Linked DNA regions of Mus musculus: all the other regions are linked to region 2. The links are chromatin contacts, called in public promoter capture Hi-C maps. All regions are on one chromosome and are shown on one strand. The core of a region is the stretch at or near the end of the contact, and the rest is flanking DNA. Distances in the headings are between cores, read along the strand shown.

Evidence for each region. Promoter capture Hi-C pulls out the DNA fragments that hold promoters and counts their contacts.
Region 1: a contact with region 2 is called in a promoter capture Hi-C map of liver, with 13 times the contacts expected there. The contact joins the promoter of Atg16l1 here to the promoter of Armc9 in region 2. A contact is called at or near these places in 2 of 39 promoter capture datasets (liver and pre-B cells), 2 of 115 datasets of contacts at active chromatin or transcription factors (astrocytes and thymic regulatory T cells) and 2 of 9 other capture datasets (adipose tissue and liver).
Region 3: a contact with region 2 is called in a promoter capture Hi-C map of liver, with 9 times the contacts expected there. The contact joins the promoter of Snorc here to the promoter of Armc9 in region 2. A contact is called at or near these places in 1 of 39 promoter capture datasets (liver) and 1 of 9 other capture datasets (liver).

Annotation. Positions count from the first base shown.
Region 1 is chr1:87,754,067-87,757,499 of GRCm38.p6, reverse strand. Atg16l1 (autophagy related 16-like 1 (S. cerevisiae)) reads right to left here and starts at 1,489. Exons shown (of 18, transcript NM_029846.4): 1 at 1,186-1,489. The coding sequence starts at 1,300. Gm33517 (predicted gene, 33517) reads left to right here and starts at 1,754. Exons shown (of 4, transcript NR_157047.1): 1 at 1,754-2,175.
Region 2 is chr1:86,152,742-86,156,137 of GRCm38.p6, reverse strand. Armc9 (armadillo repeat containing 9) reads right to left here and starts at 1,358. Exons shown (of 25, transcript NM_030184.2): 1 at 1,295-1,358.
Region 3 is chr1:87,468,729-87,472,091 of GRCm38.p6, reverse strand. It overlaps Snorc (secondary ossification center associated regulator of chondrocyte maturation), which reads right to left and starts at 1,891. Exons shown (of 3, transcript NM_028473.2): 1 at 1,681-1,891. The coding sequence starts at 1,753.

The sequences.
Region 1 (3,433 bases), core at 240-2,739, 1.6 Mb before region 2:
AACGGAACCCATAAAACGTGTAAACAGATTCCTGGGCTACATTAATAGCCATTGCTCTCCCAGAGTGCAAGGAAGCAACACACCAGAGACAGCGTCCCTTTCCTGCTCTCCTTTTAAAGGGCTAAGTGCTGAGAAAGAGCCATTCCTCAGGAGAGCCAACAAAGGCAAATGCACAAGTGTCTTAAAACCAATGTCTAACCTCAGCCCCAACATTAACCCATACTGCAACTTCATCATCGTTGGCCTTGGTGCTTCATAAAAATTTAACATGAAACAATACATGCCAATTACTTAAAATGCTCAAACGTGTGTGCAAATCGAACCACTCAGGAAGCATAAAAAAAGTATGGGACTATTTTATCTTCTGTCATTTATACTGACTTAATTAGTCTGGAGTGTTTTTGATTGTCAAGTACATCCCCAGATGATTCTAACGTGTAAATAACTACTGATTTATCCCCATCAGAATGCAAATAGCAGTACTACGATTTCAAATCCCACTACCCGCAAAAACTTAGGAAGACTATGCCCAGGCTATCTCAGGAAGCAGATGGAACCTCAGGATCGAGGAGTGTCAACGCATTCGTTCAAATGTGAAACAGATTGGCTAAATTGGGAACACGAGGCACGAAAATGATCGTTGAGAACCCGCCTTAAGAATACAAGATACTTTCGATCCTTAAAATTCGCAAAGAGCGGCGAAGAGACCACTCTTTTTTTCTCACTTAAGGCTTTCAATAATAGCAAATGACCCAGTGGACAAATCCTAAAACTCAAATGTGTACCAACAATATGGAGAGGCCTGAGAAGTCAAAAACCACTAGTTCCACAGCATTCCGAAGAGAACGTCCATCTCTCGAGTTAATGCGTAAAGTCAATCTCTGTCTTGAACTCGATTCCTTAAACACGACGTTTTTGGAGCCTGACTACCTAAGTGCATCGGCGCCGCCTGGGTTATCGAGATTTACAACTGCAAACGATGTCTGTGGAAAGAACCTGGAAAAGGGGAACCCTCCATGATCGCGCCTAAGGTTTAAGCCAAAGAAGGAAGGTAAGCAACGAAAGGGCTCGAGACGTGCGGGACGCCAGGTCCCCGACGAGGCCGCCATGCGCGCGGGCGGAGCCGGGGTTCTCGCTGCCACGGCGCGTTCCACTCCCCGCCCCGGGCCCGCGCGTGCCGCTCACACTGCAGAATGATCTCCTCGAACGCCTGCCTCTGCAGTCGGTCCCGGCGCCTCAGTTCCTCCGCGATGTGACGCTTCCAGCGGGGAAAGTCTGCGGCGCGCAGGCCCGACGACATGCCGAACGCTGCCCCGGCGCCTCAGGGCGGCCGATCCGTGCCGACACTGGGGGGCTGCAGGCTGCAGCGTGCTGCCAGCCGCCAGCGAACAGAAGCCGGCCGCCGGAACCTCACCTTCCCACACAGGGCACCCGGAGGCGATCCGGGAAGATTTTCCGGTCTCTGCCGGAAATTATTCTGGAGAAGGCCGGAAGGCCCGCCTCGTAGCCCGACGTCCTAGGCCGCGCGCAAGCTCCCGGCCGAGACTTCGCGGGACGCTCTCAAATGACGCAACCTTGAAGCCGGAAGCGTCGGTGATGAGAGGCAGCCGCTGGGAGGCACCCTGGCTTCGCGGAAGAAGACAGGAAATGGGGTGGTTTTGTCCGGGGGTGTCTGTTTCCTTCCTCCTTTTACATTGTGTGTGCATCTTTTTTTTTTTTTTTTTTTTTTTTTTTTTAATTTCAGCTCAGAAGTGGGAGCTCCCCTGTGTATAGTGAATGATTGTCGTTGAGTGACAACCTCCCTAAGTATTAGGTGCCTAACCTGTAAAATGGGGGTAGTAATGGTATTTAACCGGAAGGTGAAAAGCCGTGAAATGTAATTTCTCTCTGCTGCATGGCAAAACTGTCTTCACATAGACAACTGCGTCCCTCCAAGACCTACGCAAACTGAATTTTAGCTCATGCCTGTGTGTGCCTTCAAGGCTGATCTCAAACACCTAGACTCAAACCATCTTTTTGGTCTTTTGGTTACTACGCTCTCAAAGGATATGAATCAATTGAGAGACACAGTTTAAAGAGAAATTTAGCAAAGTAAACACGCCAAAGAGAGGAGTGGATTTTTTTTTAAAAGATATCTTTGTTGGGGATTTATTTTTTTTTCTTAATGAAAAGGAGGTGAGTAGCATAATTCATGGAGTAAGGCCACCCATTTCTCTCTCAAAACAAGGAAGATTGGTTCAACCTTTTAGGGTACTTCTGGTTTTCCAGAAAAGCCCACAGGTTGAGGCTGGAGGAATGCAGACTGTAAACTCATACACACACATACTCACACACACACACTCGCCGTGGAGCCTTGGGTAGTATTATTATCACTTTTTTTTTTTTTTTGAGATTCACAATTTTTCTTTATATACATTTCAAATGCTATCCGGAAAGTTCCCTATACCCTCCCCCCGCCCTGCTCCCATACCCACCCACTCCCACTTCTTGGCCCTGGCATTCCCCTGAATTGGGGCAAATAAAGTTTGCAATACCAAGGGGCCTCTCTTCCCAGTGATGGCCGACTAGGCCATCTTCTGCTACATATGCAGCTAGAGATACAAACTCTGGGGGTACTGGTTAGTTCATATTGTTGTTCCACCTATAGGGTTGCAAACCCCTTCAGCTCCTTGTATGCTCTCTCTAGCTTCTCCACTGGGGGCCCTGTGATCCATCTTATAGATGACTGTGAGCATCCACTTCTGTATTTGCCAGGAAGACAGTTATACCAAGGTCCCTTCAGCAAAATCTTGCTAGTGTGTGCAATAGTGTCTGAGTTTGGTGGCTGATTATGGGATGGATCCCCAGGTGGGGTAGTCTCTGGATAGTCCATCCTTTTAGCTCCAAACTTTGTCTCTGTAACTCCTTTCATGGATATTTTGTTCCCTATTTTAAGGAGGAATGAAGTATCCACCTGTTGGTCTTCCCTCTTCTTGATTTTCTTGTGTTTTGCAAATTGTATCTTGGGTATTCTAAGTTTCTGGGCTAATATCCCCTTATCAGTGAGTGCATATCATGTGTGTTCTATAGTGATTGGGTTACTTCACTCAGGATGATATCCTCCAGATACATCCATTTATCCAAGAATTTCATAAATTCATTGTTTTTAATAGCTGAGTAGTACTCCATTGTGTAAATTATCACATTTTCTGTATACATTCCTCTGTTGAGGGACATCTGGGTTCTTTCCAGCTTCTGGCTATTATAAATAAGGCTGCTATGAACATAGTGGAGCATGTGTTCTTATTACCAGTTGGAACATCTTCTGGGTATATGCCCAGGAGAGGTATTGCTGGATCTTCTGGTAGTATTATGTCCAATTTTCTGAGGAACCGCCAGACTGACTTCCAGAGTGGTTGTACAAGCTTGCAATCCCACCAGCAATGGAGGAATG
Region 2 (3,396 bases), core at 109-2,608:
TGGATTCCCAGAGGAACTCCCCACTGGTTGACTTCAATGTCCTCTCACTGATGCTCCTGCATCAGAATCCCCTTCATAACTCAAGGCAAGCATTGTGTGTGGCGTTAAGCCCCAAGATGCCTGTTAGACAGCCTGGTTCAGACAGGCCTGGAGCTGGATGGAAAGGGATTCAGGGAATCCCAGGTCACCATCTCATTAGAAACAGAGTAATGGTTTGAAGAAAGGGGACGGTAGGAACCACACTGACTAAGGCAACGTGTCAGGGTACCAGGAATTCTGAGTTCATGGAGGCTATAAGGATGTACATAAGATGACAGCCAGTTAGTTAGCAGCACTCCTCCATGGCCTTAGCATCCATATCGGCTCACACAACCGGGATCCTGTCCTGCCTCACTTCCTTTGATGAACAAAGATGTGGAATCTTAAGCAAAATAAACCCTTTCTTCCCCTATGCTGTTCCTGGTCATACTACTTCATCACAGCAAGAGAAACCCTAACTAGCACAGTTTCCCATCTCATGGGCAAACTCACAGTCTCTCCAGAGCTAGGATTAAATCTATGCTGATATTTCAGGAGAATGTGCAGGAGTTGGGCCTCTCCTTCCGAAGTGTGGTTCCTGGCGTTCCAAGTCATCAGGCTTGGTCAGCAAGTGTATATCTCTTGTGAGTTCAAAGCAACCCTTGAACCCTCTGTGTTGGATGGATGTCCTGTCTCCTTAGCTCAGTTAACTTAGACCAAACAACCTCTGGGCTAAGGATCTACCTTGTGAAGAAAGAAGTAAACTGTTTGTAGTGTTTTGCATGCGGTGACGATGCCATCTCTCCATCAGCGAGAGATTCAGGCCTACAGCTGGCTGGATAAGGAGAAGATGAATTTGTCCTGCAAATAACATGCTTCCACTTAGATTCAGTGAAGTCTGAGAGTGTCCTGGGCGCTGGGAAGGAAGACTACTAATAAACTATGGGGGCGGGGGAGAAAGAGAGAGAGAAAGAGAGAGAGAGAGAGAGAGAGAGAGAGAGAGAGAGAGAGAGAGAGAGAGAGAGAGAGAGAGAGCGCTAAATGCCCCAGGCCACGAGATCCTGCTGCAGATGCTCAGCGAGAAGGCCCGGGGCCACTCCAAGTCCACCCCACCGCAGCGCAGCGGAGTCGGGGGCTCCTGGGGGGAAGCAATGGGATGCTCAAGCGGCCGCCTCGGGCCCTGGCCAGGAAGGAACCGGGTCCGACAAGGCGAGCCCTCCATGCAATGATCCCAGGGCTGTGTCAAGGGTGCAGTCGCAAGGAGGGCCGCGCTTACCTGCTGCAGGGCTCTGCGCTCACTCCTCCAGACCGCCAGCTCGCCGGCCGTCACCCGGGCAACCGCTACCGCTAGCCGAAGTCACGTGAGGCGACTCGGCCAATCTTGCTGGGCGAAGACGACGTGGAGCATCCTGGGAGGGAGAGTGGGAGGTACCATACGTGGTGAGTACCGGAAGTGAGGCCGTACAGGCGTGTGGCGTGCGGGTGACTTTAGTCTAGACTGCAGACGAACGATAACTCAGATCTGCCTATGTAAGATCCGAGCACCACACTTTCACCTACGACAGAGTCTTCCGGGAAGTATTAGAGACACTTTTGTCTTTCCCGTATGAATTTAGGTTTGTAAAACAAAACAGATTCGGAGGCCAGCGAGATGGCTTAGAGCTAAAGGCGCTTTCCTCCAAGCCGGACGAAGGGAGTTTGATTCCAGGGCCTATTTATTTAGTAAAGGAGCGTGCATTAAATACTACTCAGAATTCTGGCCAGCCCACTGCCCTGCGTGTATTCAGAGCTACTACTCTTTAATCTCTGGTCCAAAGTCAGTGCTTAAGGCCAGAGAAAACCCTTCCCTTCCCCTCGGAGTGCTGAGGCTTTGTGGTAGAAGTCTCTATAGTACCACTTTCCAGGCCTTCAAAACGTGGGAGCTGCGCGGGGCGTGGTGGCGCACACCTTTAATCCCAGCACTTGGGAGGCAGAGGCAGGCGGATTTCTGAGTTCAAGGCCAGCCTGGTCTACAGAGTGAGTTCCAGGACAGCCAGGGCTATACAGAAAAAAAGAGGTGGGAGCCTCCCAAGGCTGTCCAGAGGACTTGAGAAGGGAGGTGCCCTCGCCTTTGAAGAAGGAGGAGGAGGAAGAGGAAAAAGGAGGAGGAGGAGGAAGAAAGAAGAAGCAGCTGCTCTAGGATGGGCAGAGGCCCTGTCTCCTGAGCTCTCTGCTCTGTCAATGCTCTTTGAGTTAGGATGTCTTCTAACTAAGGCTATATTTAGGAAGAGAGTACTATGTCCTATGTCCTGTCCAGGTAATATAGCTTGAAAATAATTTCCCCTAGAAGTATTCTCAGTTAACTGTGTGCCAAGTGTTATCAGATGAAATATAGAACAGCCAATTTTATTTACATTTCGGATAATTTTTATTTGCTGAATACGCCATATTTGTGCCCAGCATCATTCTAAGTGAGTCACATAGGTGCTCTGATTGATTCCTGTGTCTCCAGGATGAATAACAGGCGGGCTCTGTGTTTTATAGGTGAACACTGTTGTGCTTTTCCAGAATTCTGTGCACCTGCAAAACTGCTGCAGTCAACACCCTTGTTTCCCCAAATAACTCATCTTTTGTGTTCTGGGAAGGACCCATAAAACTGTCCACTCTTCCTCATGAATCCCATGCAACTCAATTCCCAGCTAGCAGCTGGTCCTCTTGTTTACCCATGGCAACACCCATTCTGTGTCTCCTAGTTGATTAGTAAAATTTAGAAACAAAACTCACTCCCTGAAACCAGTCAGGAATAAACATTTCTGGGTCTTCTACTTGAGGGTTAAAGCATCCCAACCAAAAATCATCCCACCCTTCCTCTAAGCAGGTCTTAGATGGAGCCATGACTCTCCCTATTGCAATCACTTGGGGTGGCGGCGGGAGTGTGGGGTGTGTGTGTGTGTGTGTGTGTGTGTGTGTGTGTGATCTTCTTAACTGTCCAGGTTGTGTCTTTGACAGAATGGACTACATGATGTAGAGCCCTCTGGGGCTAAAGAGATAGCTTGTTAAGAGCACTTCCGGAGGACAAGGGTTCGATTTCCAGCACCTACATCGAAGCTTACAACCATCTGCACTTAAAGTTTCAGGATATCTGATACCTTCTTCTGGCCTCCAAGGGTACTGCATGCACTAGGTATGAAAACAGACATGCAAGCCAAATGAACATACTAGTATATAAATAAAATAAAATTTAGGGATAGAGAGATGACTCAGTTGTTAAAAGCTTCCAGAGGACCCAGATTCCATTCTCATAACTTTCTGATGGCTCACTGTCACTCCAGTTTCTGGGAAGCTGATGCCCTCTTCTGGGCACCACAAGCACTGCACAAGCATGGTACACAAACAGAC
Region 3 (3,363 bases), core at 642-3,141, 1.3 Mb before region 2:
ACCTCAGTGGCTGTGGCCACCAGCTGAGGCGGGAAGGGTGGCAGGCTGGAGTACCCCAGGAGTACCCCATCTCCTCTTTCCTGCTATGAGACTGCAGCCCAGGAGAGACAGGGCCACAGACCTCGTACACACCTGTGCAGACCTATGCGTCCATGGCTAGTTCTGAGAACCTCCTATCTCCCCACTCCCAGAATAGCCAGAACCCCAAAACCCAAGGTGGGATTTGCATGCTCATGCCTGCTGTGGGCCCGCCTGTTCCTAGGGGAGAAGGAAGTCGTGGAAAAAGAGGGAGGTGAGGTCAGGCGAGGTCTTGGCTATTCCCAAAGCTTCTGTGGGAACAGAAAGCCCACCCACTAGAGTTGTGTATGTATAATCTGACCGGGGCTCTGGCTAGAGGCTTAGGTTGGAAGAAACCTAACAGAAACCTGGACAGGAGCCACTAGGAAGGCTCCAGCTGCAGGGTCCTGCCAGGCAACAGCCTCACTGTGGCAGGAAGCGGTGTGGGTCTCAGCTCCAAGTCCTAGGCAATAGAAAATGCCTCCTCCCACTGTAAGTCCTAACTCAGGGGTACTTCAGGCTACATTACCGAGCACAGCTCCCACTCCAGAAGCTGGGTGTGTCCCAACATATGAGAAGAGATGGTTCTCCCCAAAATCCATTCGGGCTTTGAACCCTGCTCACACTCTGAACACTGAGTGTTGACTGGACATTTGGCCATCCTCAGAGCCCTGCATTGAGCCCTGGTGAGGCCTTAGCATCCCACTATGAGGGAGGCAGCGTAGTGGGTGCCACCTTCTACAGATTAGGAAATGGCCAAGAGAGGTATGAGCCAGGCTGGGCAGAGTCAGGTCTTTAGCTATTTCCTGGGGTGTTGAGGGGAGGTAGAACGGCCCACAGACCACCGTCACCATCCTGGGGTGTGGCCGCGAGTTCCGAGGCTATGCTTCTACCACAGAGGTGACTTCTTTCCTTTGTAGACACACAGACACCCCTAAAGTTCAGGCAGCAATGTTGTAAGACAACCAGGGAACCCAGAGGCCTTTCTGCAGACTACTGAACAACTGCGCGAGATTTATTTTCTCATAATCAAAGCCTATCTGTGCCTATGTCCCTGCTCTGAAGCAGACCCAGAGCAGGCCTGCCATGCAGTGTTTTTTTCAGACCCCAGAGAGGCCACCTAGGGCTCAGTCCAGTTTCCTCACTATCCTGCAAAAGACTCTAAGAAATATTTATCTCTATGGGGACAGCACCTAGGTCGTAAGTCAGAAGGAAAGGGTTTGCAGAATTTAAAGGAATCATGAGTCTCTGGGTTTTCTGCCCAGAGGGTCTCTGGCCTTTAGCCCTTTGCCTTATGTCTGATGAGTCCTCCAGCCTCCCAGGTCCAGAAGTCTCCAGGTGTTCTAGCGGCAAAGTATTACCCCAAGAACATCAGACAGCCAAATGTACCAGACCCTGATACCCAAGTCTTTTTCAATGGCCACCCATCCTGCTGCTAACATACATCATCTTACTCGGTTTCTACCAGCCAGCATTGTGGGAGTCTCCCAGAATCACCACAGCTGGGAATCCCACCTTGTGTGAGGGGCTTGTACCCCATAGGTACTGGAGGATCTGGTCCCAGTGGTAGTTATTGGCCCTGAGAAGTTGGTAGCAGCAGAGCTGAGGGCCTGCGCCCCTTACCTGTGAGCACCGCAGGGGCCAGGACCCCAGAGATGAGCAGCAGCGCCACGCGCAGGGCCAGACAAGATGCCATCCTGGCAGGGAGTGAGCAGTCTTATGGGACACAGAGGACTAGGCGGCTGGGCTCAGGCAGCGGGAAAGAGGCTTCAAAGAGCTGGGAAGGGTTTTCATCAATGCAAACTCTGTCCTCCTGGGACACCGTGCCCGCCCCTCACACATGCACGCGCATGCACACACACACACACACACACACACACACACACACAGAGAGAGAGAGAGAGAGAGAGAGAGAGAGAGAGAGAGAGAGAGAGAGAGAGAGAGCGCACTCAGACAGACCTGCAGTCCTGAACTACCAAACAGCCCCACCCTGGAGAGGAGAGGAGAGGAGAGGAGAGGAGAGGAGAGGAGAGGAGAGGAGAGGAGAGGAGAGGAGAGGAGAGGAGAGGAGAGGAGAGGAGAGGAGAGGAGAGGAGAGGAGAGGAGAGGAGAGGAGAGGAGAGAAAAGGGGAGAGAAAGGGAGAGAAGGGGAGGGGAGGGGAGGGGAGGGGAGGGGAGAGAGAGGGTTCCTTTCCTCTCTCTCTGTCTCTGCCCTGCTCCCCTCCTCTTTCTCTTCTCTGTCTCTCTGTCTCTGTCTCTCTGTCTCACTCTCTCTGTCTCTCTCTCTCTCTCTCTCTCTCTCTCTCTCTCTCTCACACACACACACACACACACACACACATATTCCTGGACTAGTGAAAGTACAAACTTTCCCAGCCTCCCAAGACAGGAGCCTCACCCAGGCACAACAAATGCCTTGAGCCACTGTGCTCAGGACTCTGGGAGACCCTGCTCAGGACCCTTCCACTGGCCCTTACTAAAGCTAAGGTTGTGAGGCATTTTCTATTAAAGCCCCTTGGCCAGCCGCTCTAGGCCCCTTCCAGGAAGGTCTCAATGCACAAGTCCTTCTCCCTGGCTCCCTTGTTCTTGTAGGCACTCTCCACTAATCCAGAGACTCAGTTTCACCTTTAAGCCTGGGCTTGGCTCAGAGTTCAGCTCACTACCTTCCCAACAGGTCTGACCAAGCACATTGGCCTCCTCAGCCTCTGCCTACACCCACAGATGGACTTCAACACACGCGCGCACACACACACACACACACACACACACACACACACACACACACAGGTGTGCTCACCCTGCAAGTTCCCCAAGTCTCTTAAGCCCCTGAGGCTCTGCTACTTCATAGTTTTCCAAACAAAAAGGCAAATTCCCTAGCCAGTCTTCCCTCTGCTTTCCTGCTCTCTCCCTATGTTCCAGCTGCTGGCCCCAACAATAGGGCTCCTGCAGGATACTAGCGTGGCTCCTGCCCCAGGGCCTTTGCACTCTATCTTCTTCCCTAGAAAGTAGTAGCTACACTCATCATCATGTTTCTCCAGGTCTGAGCTTGGTCAGTCAGCCTGTGTCCTGTCGTTGGGTCACTTTAAGGTTCTTCACAGCACTTACATTTTTATGAATTTTCATATCGCTCCCCCTTGTGTGTTCATTTTCAGAAGAGAAGCATGCACACGAGGTGCATGAATCAACCTTTCGTTGCTGTGACAAAGTGCCAGAGATGACTTTTTAAAAGAGTTTACTCTGGCTCATGGCTGCAGGTTTTATGGTCCTGGTCAACTTGTCCTGTTGCTTGAGCCTACGGAGAGGCAG